Linked DNA regions of Mus musculus: region 1 is linked to region 2. Evidence: chromatin contacts called from public Hi-C data. All regions are on one chromosome and are shown on one strand. The core of a region is the stretch at or near the end of the contact, and the rest is flanking DNA. Distances in the headings are between cores, read along the strand shown.

Region 1 (5,606 bases), core at 497-2,996, 260 kb before region 2:
TGGTTGTTGTGTCTTGAAAAATTCCAGCACAAGAGTAACTCCACCCTTCCTTCTGCCCCTTAAGAAGCAAAACAAAATAACAACGGAATAAATAAAACTAACCAATCCTGGCTTACACAACCTTAGCTTACCAATTAAAAATTGGTTCAGACATCAATTCCTTCGAGAGCTATCAATAGCTTCAGCAGGCTGCTGGCTCTTTTTTGCATCTCTGGTCCGCGTCTTCTCTCTCTATTCCCCATCTTTCCACTCCCAGATTGCCCTTGCCTCCCTCGCACTCACAAGTGGACACATAGTGGACACAGACTATAGTCTTGCATAGGTCTCTGTGAGCATTTATTAAACTTGAGCTTAATCCTCCTGTAGGCATTAGGAGGAGGCCTTTGGACACAGAGAATGGTTGGTTTCCTGAAGCAATACCTTGGGAATTTGTCTTGGGATCTGAGGGGGTGATATCCGAAGTTGTTATGTAGATCCTGATCTTAGGGAAATTGCTGGAAGCCTCTAGTATGCACAGGAAGCTTGGGCTCTTGGCCCAATCGGCTCAGAGTCTAAATATTTGGAAGACGAATACTTGGAAATACATTTAAACATTTAAAGCATTTTATTTGTTTTTGCAGTGATTCTCATTGTGAGTGTGATACGATCCTTCAGCAAGGCTGTAGCTGCTGCAGATGCAAGCCCGGGCACAGGCTCCAGCTCAGGGCTTGGAGGGGAGCCAGAGGCGCATGGCTATTGGCTAATGCCCACACCCGGGGTTGTTACTCCCATCCCTTGCCTTCAACACCTGCATCTGAAAGTCATACTAAGGGTCTGAACCAACTCGGCAGTAAAACTGGGAATGGACCACACACACACACACACACACACACACACACACACACACACACCATTTTTCATACCAATCATTACATTACACATTCTGTCAGTGCTGAATGTGTCCTGTTGTCACCAGTTGTCCTCCCAAAATGTCCTGTGGTCACTCTTTCTCTCTGACCAACCAGGTGACACACTTTTCAGCAAGTAGATGTTAAGAGGATGTAAACTAACATGAATGCATTAGGTTATGTAAAACATAATTAGGGAGAGAAGCAGCCCGCATGTTTACAGGACTCAAGCAATGGAATTTTCCACATTCTTTTAATATCTACTTGCACTGTAGGACTTAAATAATATGAACTGTTGACCTGGACTGATCACATTATCTAGATAGTAGCCAAATATCTCCTTTGCCTACTTTGCTGTATCATACATGGGAGTGGGTATTTGGCTTCATTTCTGAAGTTTGTAGAAAGGGGTGGGGCAGGCAGATGGGCTGAGGTGACTGTGGGTGTGCACCTGGCCTTGGTAATTGCTGTGGTACTGAGGTGTCTCAGACAACAATGATAATAACCATCTCTATAGAATTGGGGCTGCAGTCTCAACAGTAAAAATTATATTAAACTGGGCTTCATGCCCAGACTACCGGCTTCAAATAAACAATGTGAGGAAAACATTTTTTTTTTGGGAGGAGCTAAATCAAGCGCTCAGGAAGCCAAGGGAGACAGAGAGGTGCTCCAGTCAAGGAGAAACACTCCCCCCTGCTCACAACACGCCACCCAACATTTGCATGATCAAGTCAATTGACTTGAAAGTCTAACCAGAATCCCATTGACTGTCCCTTGCGCAACCCCTCCTATTGTCAGGCTGCTCAGGGACCTTCTTACTGCTTCCCAAGCCGAGTGGAGCTTGCAAGCGTAATTTCCCAGCCCTCTGGGTTGAAGGCTCCTGGTAGAACAGTGCATGTCAGTGTCTCTCCCAGCACGGCTGTGTGACGTAGATGAATGCGGGACAGGCCATCTGCTGTTGAAGAGGGTGACAGACAGAGTCTGCTCCATTGTGGCAGATGACTCCCCCAGTGCTGGCCAGCTGGCTTAGAGTAGACCAAATTGGACAAGGTAACTGATGTCCAGCAACTCTCTGAGGGAACTCTCTTCTATGTTTGTATTTATCTCTGCTTTCAGACACACACAGACACACACGCACACACACACACACACACACACACACACACACACACACACACACACACACACACTTTTCAAAATGAGAAAGTGTATTCTATTGACAGAGCAAGAGCAGAGACCATGGATAGCTCCGGGCTATGGAAGAATTGGTGGCACTGCGGACCCTGCGGCTAGCTAATGGTTTATCTCTTAATCCCAGCACTCGGGAGATAGAGGCAGGTGGATTTCTGAGTTTGAGGCTAGCCTGGTCTACAAAGTGAGTTCCAGGACAGCCAGGGCTACACAGAGAAACCCTGTCTCAAAAAAAAAAAAAAAAAAAAAAAAAAAAAAAAAAAAAAAAACCAAAACCAAAACCAAAACAACAAAACAAAAAACCCAAAAATACCCCAAACAAACAAACAAACAAACAAACAAAAGAGCTAACTGGATCATGGTTTTACCCTCTCCCCTCCTCCTCTCTCTAATTCTAGAATTTTCACAATGAACATCTAAGACACTTGTCATGCAAATCTTCCAGTTTGGGGACTTTTCTGTTTTTGTTTTTTCTTTCTCTTCTCAGTATTGGATAAGGAACCTAAGGCCTTGAACAAAAGGGGCAAATGTCCTACCAGAGTTCTAGATGTGTCTTCAGGAGGCAGAATCTCACTAAGTAGCTTAAGTTAGCCTTGGACTTGCTTCATAGTCTAGGCTGGTCTTTAATTTTTAATCTTTCAGCCTCTGTCCCCTGAGGGCTGCAGTTTTCAGTGTGTGCTACCATGCCTAGCTGTTCCTAGGACCATCTGGCTCAAGACTTGACTCTTTTCCCTTCCAGGTCTCTAGACTGAGGACCTGTCCTTGCAGGCTCCAGCAGCCTTCAGACTTGTCAGCTGGTTTCCGGGTGGGTCTAGCCAGTGTGAAGCCCAGGACCTGGAGAGCAGCAGGAAGGGAACGGGCATTTCCCCTCTTCCTTTGTGCAGGGGTGGGATCCTTGGCAGCTTCTGTGGCTCTTCTATGAGCTCTCACCAGCCCACACGATTCCAGCTTCCTGTGAGCGATGCCAGCCCCTGGGCTCTCGTCCCATGGCTTCCCCTCTTTGTCCCTCCCTCCTAGGAGTGGCAGCGACTTCCTGCTGTGGCTAGTCTCAGGATTGCTTCATCCCCTCTTGTTTGCCTTCTGGGTTTCTTTTCATCTCCCTGCATTAAATTTCCTCTGTTTTAAATATTCAGAGCGGCTTCTGTCTTCCTGGTTGGGCTCTCACACAAAGAAACAAAAATGTACTTAAAACAAAGGCGAAGGCGGCCAAAGAATTCAGGGGAACAGGAGTTGAGAAGAAATGGAAGAAACAGGATTTCACAGAGCCTGGCAGAACACTGGATATCCAGCAGCCGGAAGGAGTTCTGTTTCGAGGCATGCATATTCAAATACAGATACTTTCCTTGAGGTCATCAGCTCCCGAAGTAAAGGCGAACCATATGCTAGATAAAGGAAAGAAGAGCAGGAGAAAGGTTTTGGGTCCTAAGACACAAGTGCCAGTCCACGGCTCGTAGTGGATGCTGTGGATGGCTACAGGCTCCGTTCTACCCCGTCCCTCACGGCAGAGCAGCTGTGTTTACATGGGACTGGTCCTGCCTTCAGCTTCTGGGTTGTGGCCTTGATTGGCCCTGGTCATGGGCTCACATGTGGACATGTAGGTCCGTGCCACTCAGTGTGTGCCATCCCCCTGACCCTCGGTAAAATGAAAGCGAAGAGGTAATGCCCCTTCAGAAATTAACTTTCAGTGGCCACCTTTCCTGTTTGTTTTTGAGACAAGGTCTCAAGTGGATACCTAAAGGGGACCTTGGCTTCTGATCCTCTCACTTTTGTCTCAGAGCGCTGGGATTACACGTCATCACCGCACCTCATTTACATGGTGCTGAGGGTTTAACCCAGGGCTTCATGCATGCCAGGTAAACTGTTACCAACTGAGCTACTTCCCTAGCCTCGCTTATTGCTTCTAATTAAAAATCAAACAAGCAGACAAACAACAACAACAACAATGAAACCCCACAAAACAAAACAAGATAAAAACACTAAAAATTAAAAGCTGGCATAAAAATAAAGGCCAATGGGAGACAAACAATGTAGAACAGAGACGGCTTTCTGGTCAACCTGTGCCTGAATCCCGCCCCACCAACAGACTCTTCCTGTTACTTGAACATCTACATTCCTTTTGCCATTTAGTATCATTTGATATGAATTTTGATTCTCTCCACAGAAGATATACAACAATGTGATTTATTGGCTGTGTGTCTTTGGGTCAGTCACTTAATCTTTCTGATCCTCAGATTAGTTATCTAAAGGAATAGGAGGAAATTGTTTTGTAGACTTGTTTGAGGGGTGCTCAATATGAAAATGCTCTCTGTACACTGTAAGCTATTATTTGAATATTCTTATGACTGCATGCGCACTATATTTCAAGTGTTAATGTGGTCCAGTACACACTCCCCCTACCAAAAAAGTGTGCCAACTCTCATGAATGCAATTCTGTTAGATCCACCTCAATGCCGGATTGTGAGTGTCTAAGATGGGGCACCAGCTGCCATTATTCCTGTATGGACAGTTCTAAGTAGTTTATGTTTGAAGTCCCAGGGCCATCTATCTAATCTTGAAAAGGTTTATTTTAAACCCCCTGTCAAGTGGAGGTGACTGGCTAACTCTCCGTGTGACACTCACACATTTCCTTGTAAAAGTGTGTGGTTTGCGCTGCCACCTGGAGCTGCTTCGGAAAGTGGGTGTGTCACATTCCTCTCCCTGCATGAAAGTTCAGGTGTGTCCAGAAAAGACCTGCTGGCCAGCTCTGCCCTCGAAGCTGCTCAGAGTTTCTGCTCAGAAGTGGCTTGAGAGCCTGAGAGAGGCACGTAGGTATGAACTTTTCAAAGGGTATAGCTGAACTTTTCAGCTGGGTTTGTCATGCAGCTCAGTTGATAGAATACTTAACCAGCACGAACACAGCTCTGGGTTTGATTGGCTGTGCTGAGTAAACCAGGCGTGGTGGGATGAGCCTGACACTCCATCACTTAGAAGGTGGAGACAGGAGGATTAGAAGTTCAAGATTATCCGTGGTTGTATAGTAGGTTTGAGACCAGCCAGCGCTATATGAGATCCTAAGTCTAAAACAAAACAAAAATCAAAGAGCAGCAAAGGACACCTTGGGAAGTAAAAGGATATTTAACTTTGTTAAAGACCAGCATCCCACTGTAGTAATAGAATATTAAAGGTAACCATTTGTCTTAGGGTTTCTATTGCAACAAAAACCCACCATGACCAAATAGCAAGTTGGGGAGGGAAGGGCTTATTTGGGTTACACTACCACATTTGCTGTTCATCACTGAAGGAAGTCAGGACAGGAATTCAAGCCATGGAGAGATGCTGCTTTCTGGCTTGCTTCCCATGGCTTGCTCCACCTGCTTTCTTACAGAATCCAGGACCACGTGCTCAGGGATGGTACAACCCCCAATGGACTGGATCCTCTCCCACTGATCACTAATTGAGAAATTGCCTTATAGCTGGATCTCATGGAGGCCTTTCCTCAACTGAAGTTCCTTTCTCTCTGATGACTAGGTAGTGTCAAGTTGACACACA
Region 2 (5,183 bases), core at 1,381-3,880:
ACACAGAGCTTAATCTGGGGCCCTAAAAAGAATGAAAAGAGAAGGATCAAGGGCCATCAATCTCTAGTTCCTGTGGAAAGAGCAGGCACATTGCTCCTGCAGCAGGTGACTCCATACGCTGTGTGGGAAAGACAGGGGGAAGGCAAATGAAGCGGTTCTGAGGAGCAGGGAGAGGAAGAGACTTCACCACCATGTTTGACTTGCACCTATCATATAGAAAATAGCCTGACTTGGGAGTCAGGCAGGGCTGGACTAGAGAGGTGGTGGCTGGGCTAAGGGGGGCAGGTGGGGCTAGGGAGGCAGGGGCTGGGCTAAGTAGGGGAGGGAGGGTAGTTAAGTTATTGGGAAAGTTCCAGAGAAGCAGGAAAAATGCAAGACACAGAAGTGAGAACTGGTTGACTTTTCATTCACCTCAAAATTGTCTGTAATCCCCATCTCTATAGGTTCTCAATAAGTGTCCACAGCGCATGGCATTTCCTGTCGTGCAAATTATACCCCAGCTGTGATTTCTCTTAAACTAGGATTCTGCAGGAACAGGGTTCCCTAGACCCATGCAAGCCCAGTGCATTAGAACTCAGACATTCTCAGAAGATCCAAAAAATCACATTCAGCAAGGTAGAAAGGGTATGTGTGCGTAAAATCCCTCACTCTGGGTTGATTTTTAGTTCTAGGCTAGCCTGGACTATACAAGAAAAACCAAACCCTATCTCCCAACAACAACAACAACAACAAAAAAAAAAAACCACATACACAATTCAAATAAACAAACACAAGGTGTTTTAAGAGTGTATTAAGGGTGGGTATAACTTTGGAGTCTTGTTTTGGAGGCTACACTGTGATAATCCACAGTATTGCTTATAAAATATGCTTTGATTGGTCATTTAGAAACGTGTCATATTGCGACTATAATATTTGATACTATGGGAGGCCTTTGCCTTGATGGACTATGAGACTGATTTTGATGGTTCTTTTGAGTCCTGATGATCAACAGTTATGTACTCCCCAGCTCCATTCCCCCCACATCCTGGACTGACTTGGCTATTATTTCTATTCAGTACCAAGTAAAAAATAGTATTTAAGCAAATTCCCTTTCCCTTTGAGATTCAGTAATTCATCGTCTCTTGTCAGTCACCTGTGTCACCGCGGCACGCATCTCCTTTGTGTTTCCTGAGTGTTTTTCTTGGTCATTTGCCTAATGCTCTCTGAGCACCTCTGTGTATCTGTCTTGTTCCCAACTATTCAGCACAATGTCTGAGCTTATTATGTTTTGCAAGAGAGATGAGAAAAGACTGGGGATTAGAACAGGTGACTCTCATGCTACAAAGGATTGTGCGGCCACTGTAGAGATTTAGGGAGTGTTAATAAGGGCGGGGGGGTGGGGTGGGGACAACCAGGCATAGGGGTATTATTGCCTGTAATACCAGCACTTGGTAGTCGAAGGCAAGAGGATTAGAGGTTCAAAGCCAGCCTTTGCTCCAGGCTGGCCTGAACTACATGAGACCTTTTTGTTTGTTTGTTTTAAAAGAGAGAATGGAGAGGAAAGAAATGACAGGAAGAGAAAAGGAAGGAAGCAAAGAGGAAGGAAAGACAGACAAAAATTGGCATCATTTCTAAATCATGTTTGATCATCTTTAATGATTTCATGGTGATCTTACACATCCACTTTGGTGTGTGTTCGTGTGTGTGTGTGTGTGTGTGTGTGCGCATGTATGCCTCTATGCATGCATGTTCATGCATGTGTGCATGCATGTAACTAGAATGAGATGGTAGACTTGCATATCTCAAAACACATTTAACATGTTATTAAAATTCTTTATAACATTTAGTTTTTAACAGTCAGCACTTTTGTTTTGTTTTTTAACTACTTTTTTGCACTCAGTTTGCGGGCCACTTGTATCTTGGAGCCATTACAACAGATTTTACAAGGAGTATCTTTTCTTCTCTCTTTTTAATTTTTTTACTTTTATTTTTGAGACAGCATTTCTCTGTGTAGCCCTGGCTGTCCTAGAACTTCCTCTGTAGAGCAGGCTGGCCTTGAACTCAGAGATCCATCTATCTCAGCCTCCCAAGTACTGAGATCAAAGGGGTGTGTCACAAAGGCCTGGCTAAGGAGATGTCTTTTCAGGCATAGCTTAGAGGCTCGTCCTGTAGCTTACAGTCTTTGAAGTCAAATTGCAAGTCAATGAGAGTGGTAAAAATGTGGAAGAAACCGAAGTGATGGCTCACTTCTGTCATCCCAGCATTTGGGAGCTTGAGACAGGAAAATCATGGGGGTTCCAAGCCAGCCGGAGCTATACAGCAAGACTCTGTTCAACGAATAAACAGAAAGGGAAATGTCTATTTTAGTTTTGTTCCAGGAAGTTATCCATCTACTTTGAGTTTTCTGAGTGACCTTCATTAGGACATCCTACATTATGTAGATTGAATTCTGTGTCCTTCTTTCTCAGGCCTGAGTCATTAACCCCAAGGTCGCCAGGCAAACAGGTGCACTCTTTGAATGAATCACCCAGCACAGATTTTTTTTTTTTTCTTCTATCAAAATCCCCAGCAAGCTTGGCGCTTCTCGTGCCCAGTTCCCCTCTGTCTTACCCATGGATGCTTACAGCTTGCCCTTCCTGTTTTCTGCCTCCTGAAAGATGTGTGTGCTTTGAATCACACTGCCCCACGCTGCCAGCTCTCATCTGTTAGATCCTGTCCTTAAGTCCAGGGGCATTTTCCACTGACAAGTCTTTCATTAGTTTCTCTCTCCAAGGGGTTGTAACACCTTGTCATCTGATCATCCTGGCCAATCTCCCGCAAGACGATCGTATCATACAGATCATTAATAAGGATGAAGTGTGTGCACCCTGAGTGAGTGAGCTCCCAGCCCCGCCCGGCACTCCACCCTGCGTCAGTTTCAGCCCTACGCATCCTGACACTTCTGTGCTTTCTAATTTCAGTTCACGTGACCAATAGTGACTTCACGAGCTGTACTCTGCAGTCAGAATCTCCTGCAGGGCCTGCATCCCTGTCACACCCCTGATCCCCCTTCCCCACCCATAGATGCCCTGGATGACTTGCTACAACTGGACTCCACCGGGTTTAGGAACCTTGTTGGGTAAGCACAACAGGAAACCTTGAGATAGGAAGTGAGTCAGGGAGAGCTCTCTTAGGGTCCTCTATAAATGTTGTTACAGGATGGCCATTGCTTCTTTACAAGGCAGCCCCTCCCCCAAGCCCCCAAATCCACTCCATCCTTCTCAGCCCCGGGGATGGTAAGAGCCCTATTGGATATCACTCAGACTTTCTTCCACCCTCTGGTGGCTTTACTACACCCTGGTCATTCTTATAAGACATCCTTTAAACCCTCCTGAACTGAGCCAGCGTGAACATGCCATCAGCTCCTCACTAAAATTCTGATGGATACACTACAGCATCTGACCAGCCCCAGGCTAATGCCACTGCAGGGCTGGGCTGGCCACCACACCTGCCACCTCTGCTCCCAGACATTCAACACTGCTGCCAAAACCCTGTGGGCACCCAGCCTCCCTTCCTCTCAGATCCACAAATGCTCGGCGATTTTGGAGTTCTTACATTTGTTAATATAAAAGGGCTTTGAAATTCTCCTGGCAAGAGCAGACTTTTAGTGTTCCAGTATTTTCCATGTATTCACTTAACAAATATTTGTTGAACTCCTCCCATGTGCCAGACACCGAGCTAGACGGCAAGCACACATCTGTGGGCAAAGCAGACTCCCATAAGGTTGTGGGAAGGAAGCCGCAGAAAGTGCTGGCATGTCACGATGGCCTCCTGCAACACAGGGCCTGAGGAATGTGTCCCCAATGGAGGATGTGCCAGTTCCTACTGGGGTCTTATCTTCAACAGGTCATGATGTCCCAAAAGATCTTCTGTACAAGAATATACAAAAGCAATTCTCCCTCCAAAAGTTTCCTTTAGCAAGTGTGTGGCAGGGGGACCAGCTTCCATTTCATCAGCTTCAGGAACTAAGGGGCCCATTAGCTATGGCAGGGCTGAAAGGGTTTTGATACTTCATCTTGCCTGCCCTCTTCCTGTCATCTTTCTGTGCCTGTCATCTGCTCTCACCTGATCCGCCCTACCTGTTAGACAAGATGTGTGTGTCCCAAGATGCCTACGGCAGCCTCTGCTTCCCTCTCCGCCTTCTGGCTCGGTCTCCCTCCCACCCAGTTCTAGATGCTGAGCCTTGGACTCAACTATGTCCAAGGGTATTCCCACTGCACCTACAACAGGCCATCCTTCCCACCCTTCTGGGTCTTTGACTCCTCCTGATGAGACTGGATTGAGAACTTCATTTGGTTTTCTGTGTTCCACTAAGGATTCCTGTTCTTGGTTCTGGTTCCTTAAAGCCCAACTCCCAGACCAGCTCTGGATAATTCCCTCCACTCTGGTCCAGCCCGAAACTCAAGGTTCCCTCTCAGTCAATCCCTCATCAGCTTTTCTTCAGAAGCCCCAGGAAGCCCCTCTCCTCCCTTTCCTCTGTCCTCTACACACCCCTTGCTGCCTCTCTCCATTCCTACCTTGACAAATTTACCCCTCGGTCTTTCTAGCAAAACCTAATGGTGTTTCTTATTTCGAAAATAGGCATTTAGTGCTGGGAAGATTGCTCATGGGGTAAGAGCACTTGCTGCAAAAGGAAGAGGGCCTGAATTAAAGTCCCTAGCACCTACATCAAAACTGGACCTGGCCACATGAGCCTGTAACCACAGTGTGGAAAGGCAGAGACCGGCAGGGCAGGTCCCAGGAGCTGCCCTGCCACCTAGCCAGTCTATTCAAAGTGCGGAGCTTCAGTTTAGTGAGAGACCCTGCCCTTTTTTTTTTTTTTTAAGAGAGATTTGATGGAAAAAGATGCCCAACATACTCCTCTGGCCTGGGCCTGTGCTCACGGGTGAGCTTATTTGAATGTGTGTACACCATAAACACATACACACACACCGAGAGAGACAGAGACAGAGACAGAGACAGACAGAGAGACAGAGAGAGACAGAGAGAGAGGCAGAGACAGAGAGACAAAGAGACAGAGAGGAAAGACAGAGAGGCAGAGAGAGAGAGAGTTTTAAAAAAAAGATAGGAAACTAGACATTTTCTCAGTGATTTGCTACAATTAGGATCTATAACATTTGAAATTCAGTGTGTCTAATAGAGGGATGAGGGTTAAAATAGCAACA

What was found. A called contact is a pair of places that touch in the nucleus more often than the background predicts.
Region 1: a Hi-C map of epidermal suprabasal cells shows a contact between it and region 2, with 3 times the contacts expected there. The contact joins two enhancer-like sites. A contact is called at or near these places in 2 of 484 Hi-C or Micro-C datasets (epidermal suprabasal cells and myocytes) and 3 of 115 datasets of contacts at active chromatin or transcription factors (embryonic stem cells and pancreatic cancer cells).

Annotation. Positions count from the first base shown.
Region 1 is chr5:64,699,396-64,705,001 of GRCm38.p6, reverse strand. Gm26761 (a long non-coding RNA gene) reads left to right here and starts at 5,594. Exons shown (of 4, transcript XR_868446.2): 1 at 5,594-5,606. Within about 2 kb of position 1,746, at least 142 of the 459 cell types and tissues checked have an H3K27ac peak or open chromatin away from gene starts, as enhancers often do. A contact at or near this core is called in epidermal suprabasal cells, where this site is marked.
Region 2 is chr5:64,436,303-64,441,485 of GRCm38.p6, reverse strand. No RefSeq gene overlaps it. Among named protein-coding and RNA genes, the nearest start is that of Gm31363, 13 kb to the left of the region's middle. Within about 2 kb of position 2,630, at least 52 of the 459 cell types and tissues checked have an H3K27ac peak or open chromatin away from gene starts, as enhancers often do. A contact at or near this core is called in epidermal suprabasal cells, where this site is marked.